Linked DNA regions of Mustela erminea: region 1 is linked to region 2. Evidence: chromatin contacts called from public Hi-C data. All regions are on one chromosome and are shown on one strand. The core of a region is the stretch at or near the end of the contact, and the rest is flanking DNA. Distances in the headings are between cores, read along the strand shown.

Evidence for each region. A called contact is a pair of places that touch in the nucleus more often than the background predicts.
Region 1: a contact with region 2 is called in a Hi-C map of spleen, with 6 times the contacts expected there. The contact joins the promoter of BEST1 here to the promoter of TMEM258 in region 2. A contact is called at or near these places in 2 of 3 Hi-C or Micro-C datasets (fibroblasts and spleen).

The regions. Positions count from the first base shown.
Region 1 is chr9:104,665,893-104,669,527 of mMusErm1.Pri, forward strand. It overlaps BEST1 (bestrophin-1), which reads left to right and starts at 1,346. Exons shown (of 10, transcript XM_032358506.1): 1 at 1,346-1,942; 2 at 3,201-3,295. The coding sequence starts at 1,791.
Region 2 is chr9:104,460,643-104,464,387 of mMusErm1.Pri, forward strand. It overlaps TMEM258 (transmembrane protein 258), which reads right to left and starts at 2,459. Exons shown (of 4, transcript XM_032356950.1): 1 at 2,340-2,459; 2 at 726-835; 3 at 7-143. The coding sequence starts at 2,342. The coding sequence ends at 17. It overlaps FEN1 (flap endonuclease 1), which reads left to right and starts at 2,585. Exons shown (of 2, transcript XM_032356948.1): 1 at 2,585-2,791.

The sequences.
Region 1 (3,635 bases), core at 96-2,595, 200 kb after region 2:
CACCTATGATGTCACCATCAGCCAATCAGAGCTCCTCACCAGCATAGGCAGACGGCCTTCACTCTTAGAAAGGTGATAAGGTGTAAAGCAATACCATCCTTTAGGAAAAGGGACGCTGAGGCCTAGGAAGGAGCAGAGGCCCACTAGGGTCACTGCACACAGGTGGCAGAGCCAAGATTAGAAGCCAGGACTCCCAGTGTTCTTCCTACTGCCCTCCATACTACCAACGCCCCATAGGGCCTGGCCCTTGGCTTCCTCAACCTGTGTAGCTTCCTGGCACAGGAGGCAAAGACCAGGGCCGCGGCCCTAGTCCGCACAGCTCTCCCTGCAAGACCTCAGCGGTCAGAAGGAGATCCTTCGATCTCTGTATTTAAGGGCCTGGAGAAAATGGCAGGGTTGGGCCCATGGGAGAGGGGAGCTGCCCCAGATTCTAGCTCTGTCTCAGTGCCCAGTCCCCAGCACCGGCAGGAATTAGGGGGGGCCCCGGCCAGGCCATACTGGCTCCGGCTAATGTGCGGATTATGGAAAGGTACCCAAACAAGGCTCCTTTGTGGAAGCCCTGCCTTAGGGAGTCAAGTGACCGCTTAATTCAAGCATGGGCAGGGCCAGCCCCGAGGTGTGGGCTGGGGCACTGGCCATAAGACCCCCAGGAGTCCCCCGGGTCCAGTGGCCAGAACTGTTGTGGGATAGTCTGAGAAGACTGGAGCCCCTCCCGTGAGTAAGGGTCTGCCCGGGCAGGCTGGCTGGGGGGGCTTGGAGGGCCTATGGGGTGGACGGCAGTCCCTGCACTGGTGCGTGAGATGTACACCCATGGGCCGCACGTGTGCATGTGTAGGGGCACCTGTGCGTGTGTGCCGAGTCTCTGAGGTGGGCGTGAGCTTGGTGTGAGGGGGCACAAAGACAGCCAGAGCAAGCTGGGAGAGGCTGGGTGTCAACGCAATTGACAAGCAGTGTCAGTACATTGCTTGCAGAAGTTTTACTTGAGCACTTCCTATGAGAGCACAGCGGGAGCCTCCATTCTCAGGAGGGAATGGTCAGTAAACAAGCAGACATCCTGCAGAATGGAATTTCAAGTAGGACAAGATAAACACTGTGTAGAGAAATCGACAAGATGAGGGGACAGAGAGTACCAGGGGCACTGGGATGCTATTTACAGGGACAGTGGTTGGGAGCAGCCTTTCTGGACAGGTGACCTATGGGGATGAGCCATACAGTTAGATGAGAAAGAGCTTCCTCCAGGCAGAAGGATTAGCAAGTGGAAAGGCCTTGGGGGTCACTGTTCAATAGACGTTATTTGAGCATCCCTACCAGCCAGTGTTCTGGGCACTGGGGACAAGGCAGTGGACAAGACCCACCAGGCCCCTTACCAGTCTTGCTCCGATTGGTGATTGCGGGTGCTTGGGGGAACTGAGGAACAAGGTGGGGTCAGGACGCCACCTGGCTCAGGGGACCAAGTCCATTATGTGGACTTTGCTATTGCTGCTGTCATTGCATTTGTCATACAACTTGAGGGCACGGAGCTGTGCCAAGGCTGTGGGCAGCTCTGGGCTTACTTCCCTGGTTTCCCATGTCCCACAGGCAGGAGGAGCCAAACAGGCCTTTGAGGCCACCTCCTTCCCCTCCTGGTGTGCAGACAGGAAAAGTGAGGCCCAGAGCAGGGAAGAGTCTAGGCTAAGATCATTATGAGGCCCAGACAAGCCCCATCCAAGCCGCCACCCCACCCCAGTCAGTGTCCCTCCCTGTCTGCCTACTAGGACCCAAACCCACTTGCTGCAGCCCAGCGCCCGGCCATGACAGTCACGTACTCAAGCCAAGTGGCTAATGCCCGCTTAGGCTCCTTCTCCCGCCTGCTGCTGTGCTGGCGAGGCAGCATCTACAAACTGCTCTATGGAGAGTTCCTCATCTTCCTGCTCAGCTACTACGCCATCCGTTTCATTTACAGGTGCAGAGGGACAGGCTGGGGCCGGGACCCGGAAGGGCCGAGGCCCAGGAGGGCCGCAGTGGGGCTTGGGACAACCAGCCAGCCAGTCAGTGGGCTAATATACCAGTAGACCTTGAAGGCTGATCTGAGCTCCTGGCCAAGCCTGGGTAGAGGGTAGGGGGATTGGGGGCTGAGGGTTGGGGTCCAGAGAGGAGGTAAAAGAAGGCAGCCTGGGAGGCGGCTCTGTGCAGGCTGGGAGTATCTTTCCTCCAACCCAGGGAGAGGCTTCTGGAACCCAGGCCTTAGCTGGTCCCAGCCAGCCAGCCTATTTTCCTGAGTCCCACAAGCTCACAGGCCCAAACTGTATTCCCCATCCCCATAAAAATGTTTACTTAAATAAAATAGAGGACAGATATGATCACAGAATATATGAAAGCATTCTGAATGGAAAAAGCACTAATGACTGAAATGGACTGAAAAACTATCAAATACAGAAAATTCTTAATTTCATAATTACAATACCAGTAACAAAGCACATTTGGTTTTCTTTGGTTGTTGCGCAGGCACCAACATATGTTGATTTAAAAAAAATAGACAGAGTTTTAAGTTGATAGAATTGAGCAGAAGGTAGAGAGTGTCCGTGTATCCCCTCAAGCACACACACTCGCCCCCACTACCAACATGCCACAGCCAAGTGGCACATTTGTCACACTAGCTGAACCCACACGGACACTCCACCACCACCCAAAGCCCACAGTTTACACTAGGGTCCACTCTTTTTGTACATTCTATGGGTTTGGACAAATGACATTTATCTACCATGACAGTATCATACAGAGTAGGTTCACGGACCTAAAAACCCTCTGCGCTTAACCTACTCATTCATCTCACCTCACCGTGTTTTTTTAAAAGACCAAACCCTCTTTGTTTGAACCTGCTTTCAAGCTATCTTTTGGATCCCTTAAAAGGGTCAGTGGTGCCTAAAAGTGACTCCTTCGGCAGGACCTTCCTTCCTATAGATCACAGAAAACCTCCTGAGGGTGCCTCTTCCAGCCATGGAGCCCAGGTCTCCTTGGGGTTTGGGACACCAGAGGAGTGGGACCTAGCTCAAGCCAGAGGAGGGGCCCCAGGCAGGGCCAGTGAAAGGGACCGGGAAGTGGTGGGGGTAGCAAAGAGGCAGTCACACTCCTACCCTTGGCCTGGCTGGAGCCAGTACGGGTCTCAGCCGCGTCTTCGCAGGGTCTACACATCCCACACCACCCCCTTCGCCCCGCCCCAGGATGGCCCTCACGGAGGAACAGCAGGTGATGTTTGAGAAACTGACCCTGTATTGTGACAGCTACATCCAGCTCATCCCCATTTCCTTCGTGCTGGGTGAGCTCCCCCTCTGGCGTGTTGGGATCCCAGTGGCTGCTCCAGGCTCCACACAGCTGGACTACAAGGAACTAGCTGGGGGAAGGCCAGTGGTGCGTCGGTGGCTTTCGGCTGTTCAGGGATATGAGGAGACTGCAGCCAGACGGACTTAAGTTAGACATTAGAAAGGACGTTAGCACTCAAGACCCCAGTTTCTGAGGGCAGTGCTGACATAGTCCCCGGAGCCTCTGAGCAGGAGTGGGGGGAGGGGGGGATCTAGCAGGGTCCTGGAAGAGGCAGGGGACCCCCAGGAGAGAGAACTGGAGGCTCCTGGGCCCTCATGCGGGGCTCCGATGGTCTT
Region 2 (3,745 bases), core at 1,209-3,708:
TCTTACCCTTGGGAGCTCATACGTAGATGCCAACCCAGAGCAGCAGGAAGAGGACTCCAAAACCCATGAAGAGCGAGGCCACCAAGGAGATGAGGAGCTCTTTGTAGATATCCCGTGTGTATTTGGTGGAGGTAACCTCATAACTGGCAGGGTGATTAAGGAGAAGCAAAGGGATGGACTGGGTAGGACAGGAAGCCCGGCCAGTGCAGCGCCAGGAAAAAGGTACACAGTGAGCCTTCCAGAAGGCTTGCCTGACTCAGGGTAGCCAGGAAGTGGGGCCTGAGAGCTGACCTGACTCTGTTGCTTCATACCAGCCCTCAACCAGCCATGAAGAAAATCAGGCCCAGAGGGGTTAGGTCACTTGCCCCAGGTCACACAGCTAGCGGACAGTGGAACTGACACTAGTCTGCAGATCTCCTGCCACCTGAGCATTCCCTTCTTTTGCCACTTTTCCAACTTCAGATCCCCTATCCCCAACCTCCAGCCCAGCCAGGTCTTCTGTTCACTTTCCTGGAAATCTGAAGAGCAAAGTAAGCTCCCCTGAACTTGGGAAATAAGGCCAGCACCTGACCTTGGACATCAACAGCTTTGCTCCAACCTCCTTACTTTCCCCCTATTCCCACACCAGAGCAAAACCGGCAGCGTGCATGTACCCAGCACAGTTTCTCCCTCAGTTTCCCCACATTGCTAGTTCTGGCCTCACTGGCTGCTCAGTAAAAGGATACACGAAGAACCAGGCCGTAAAGAACATGCCAATGGCCAACAGCACCACGGTCAGATGAGGGAAGACAGCAGGGTTCACTGGGCTGGTGTATCTGCTCATGGCCTCGAGCTCCTAGGGGACGGCATGAGATCAGAGCTATCAAAGAATCCCAGGACTTCAATCTGAGGTGGGGGGAGTATGAGGTCGTCAAGGAGCCTCCTCCTTCTAGGACTGTTAAAGGTCTGTTCCTGCCTGGGAAATATAAAAGTCCTCCAGAACCAACATCAAGCAATTCCATTTGGAAATGATATCAATGGTATCTTAAACTAAAGGTGGAACTTTTGCTTTTTCAATATGAGAGAGGAATGGCAGCTCAGAGTCAGAGGCTGACACAGAAGGTGACTGATTGGCTATCCATCGGTGGTCCCTAACATTTTTTGAGACCACTGATGACTATGAAAAAAATGTGATAAAAAGTATGGACCCCCACCCGGGGTAAACCACAAGCAAGAAAAAGTTTGCCTGTAATTTTAGAAACTCTATGGACCCATGTCTGTAGACACCAAGCTCAGAATTCTGCTGTAATTCAGAGCCTGGGCTGGGACCCAATCTCAACTTCTACACCTGTATTCTTCCCACTACGCTATTAATGGAATCTCAGGCTCTACTAGGAAAGACTTCAGTTAATAATCTGGCTCTACTGAATATCACGAGTCTCAGTAAAACAGTTATAATAACACCACTCACAGAGTTGGTGTATGATTTAAGAAAGATGACAAACGTCAAAGCAACTAGCTCACTTCTTGGCATAGAGTAGTCGTTCAAAAAGTGTTTGTTTCCTTCCCAGGCTTACAGGGAAGATTATGAGGTAATGCTTGTGAAGGAGGGCTGTAAACGGTAAAGTTCTGTACAAATGTTGACTTCCATTGTCACTCCCCAGCCAACGCTCCTAATGTCCAGAACATAACAACTCTAGAGAAATAAACTGACCCCATTGTTCTAGGAGACACTGGAATTCAATTCAGTAAACATTTATGGGCTCCCTCCCCCCAAAAATGATAAAGACAATCGCTGCCATTCATTGGGCTTCCAATTGCAGGCCCTGTGTTTGGCACTGGGAATACAAAGATGAATAGACATCATCCCAGAGCTAGAGGCACGTCAGATGGTGGTCACTAGGAGGCGTGGCAGATAACAAAGAAGTCCATGACATGTGGCAAGAGGTCTGTACGGAGGCTGTGGGAGCTCCCAGGAGAGAGCCGCCAAATCGGCCGTCCACCACCAAGAAGGTTGAACATCTGCCCTGGGCCTCGTAGGATGAGTAGGAGTTCAACAGGAGGAAGAAGTTTCCACATAGAGATAACAGCTTAATCACAGGCGACAGAGATAAAAGCTCAAGGTATTAGCAATGCACCTCACACGCCTCACCCCTTAAACGTCAAGAGATCAAAACCTCAGCCTAACGAATCCCAGGCAAGGGGCTTCCCTTCCCGCCCCTAAGCCCAAGCCGGAGGATACAGCAGCCTCCGGCTGTCTGGATCTCGGGCGTCTGAGGCCTTCGCGAGAGAAACCGAGTGTGGAAAGGGCCCCAAGGGGTCCTCACAGCCCCGTCCAGAACGCCCCTCAACCCCCTCACCATCTTGCCAGGCACGGGGTCATCCGCCGCTCCGCCACCGGAATAACACGTCGGCAGGGGCAGGCGCACTGTCCTGCGGAAGAGGAAGTGCCTCCCCCGCGAGTGGCATTGTGGGATTTGTAGGCCTGTGGGTTAGGGCGTAGAGGGGGCTACGGCCTGTGGGCGCCCGCTGTGGAGCTGGGGCAAGGGTACCCCCCCGAGCCGCTGAGAGGGTTCGCTCTCCCCGGCGGGACTGTTTGGCCCAAGGGAAACTGGCCGAGGGGGTCGGGCCCGACCTCACACTTCCCAGGAGGCTGTGCGCGGCGGCGGTCACGTGACGGGAGCGCGGGCTTTGGAAGACGGCGGAGCGCGACAGGATCCGCGGCGGTGCTGAGGTGGGTGCGGGGCTGAGCAGCGTCCTGGGCAGCACCCGACCCAGCGCTACTGTCGAGGCCTCACGCTCCAAAGGCCAGGTGAGACCCCGTGGGAAGCGTGTCCGAGGGCGGGGGGCGGTCCCCCTCACTCTGGGTGTTGGGGCGGGGGCCGGGGGGCCGTCTGCCGCGCGCGGGGCGAAGGCCAGAGCGCGGGCCCGCCACCTTCCCGCTCTGCGACTCGGACCGGTCGCCTAACCTCCCTTCATGTGTGGAAGGCGGGAGATAGCTTGCACTCTATGGGGCCGTTGGGTATTTTGACCAAGGTCCTGGATGAGGAACATTTTGGAGACTTCACTGGTTTAGACCCCTTTCCCGCCTGCCGCTGTTGGGGGCTGCGGGGGGCTGGCCGGCCGGCAGGCACGGACCCCTCGGTAAGCCTTCTAGCAAAGCAGCCGGCCTGAGGCGGGACCCGACGATCGAGTGGCTTCTGCGGGACGAACGGTTCCGGGCACCCCGTGTATGGCAGGAGCCAGAGGATGGCGGGAGGAGGGCACGGCTGAGCAGCAGTGAGAAAGGGCAGGACTTCTCCCGGACTGTGAAGGTAGGTTGGGAAGCAGAGCACGGAGGATCTTGACACCAGGTTGAGTGTTAGGACTTAAGTGGAAGCGGGGATTGTAGCTTTATGATGCTTTAGAAAGAATCCTGAAAAGTGGGAGCAGCGAAAAGGTCTGGTGTCATCTTTCTTGGAGTGTTGGACGCATGCCACCGGTGGACACACGATGGCTTTACTTATTTATTAAGATTTTATTTATTTATTTGAGAGAGAGAGAGAGAGAGCACGAGAGGGGAGAGGGTCCGAGGGAGAAACAGACTCCTTGCTGAGCAGGGAGTCTGCTGCGGGGGCTGCGGGGGCTCTGTCCGGGGACTCTGAGATCATGACCTGAGCTGAAGGCATTCGTTTAACCCACTGAGCCACTCAGGTGCCCCACACGATGACTTTATTTTATTTTTTATTTTTTTTATTTTTTTATTTTTTTATTTTTTATTTGTCAG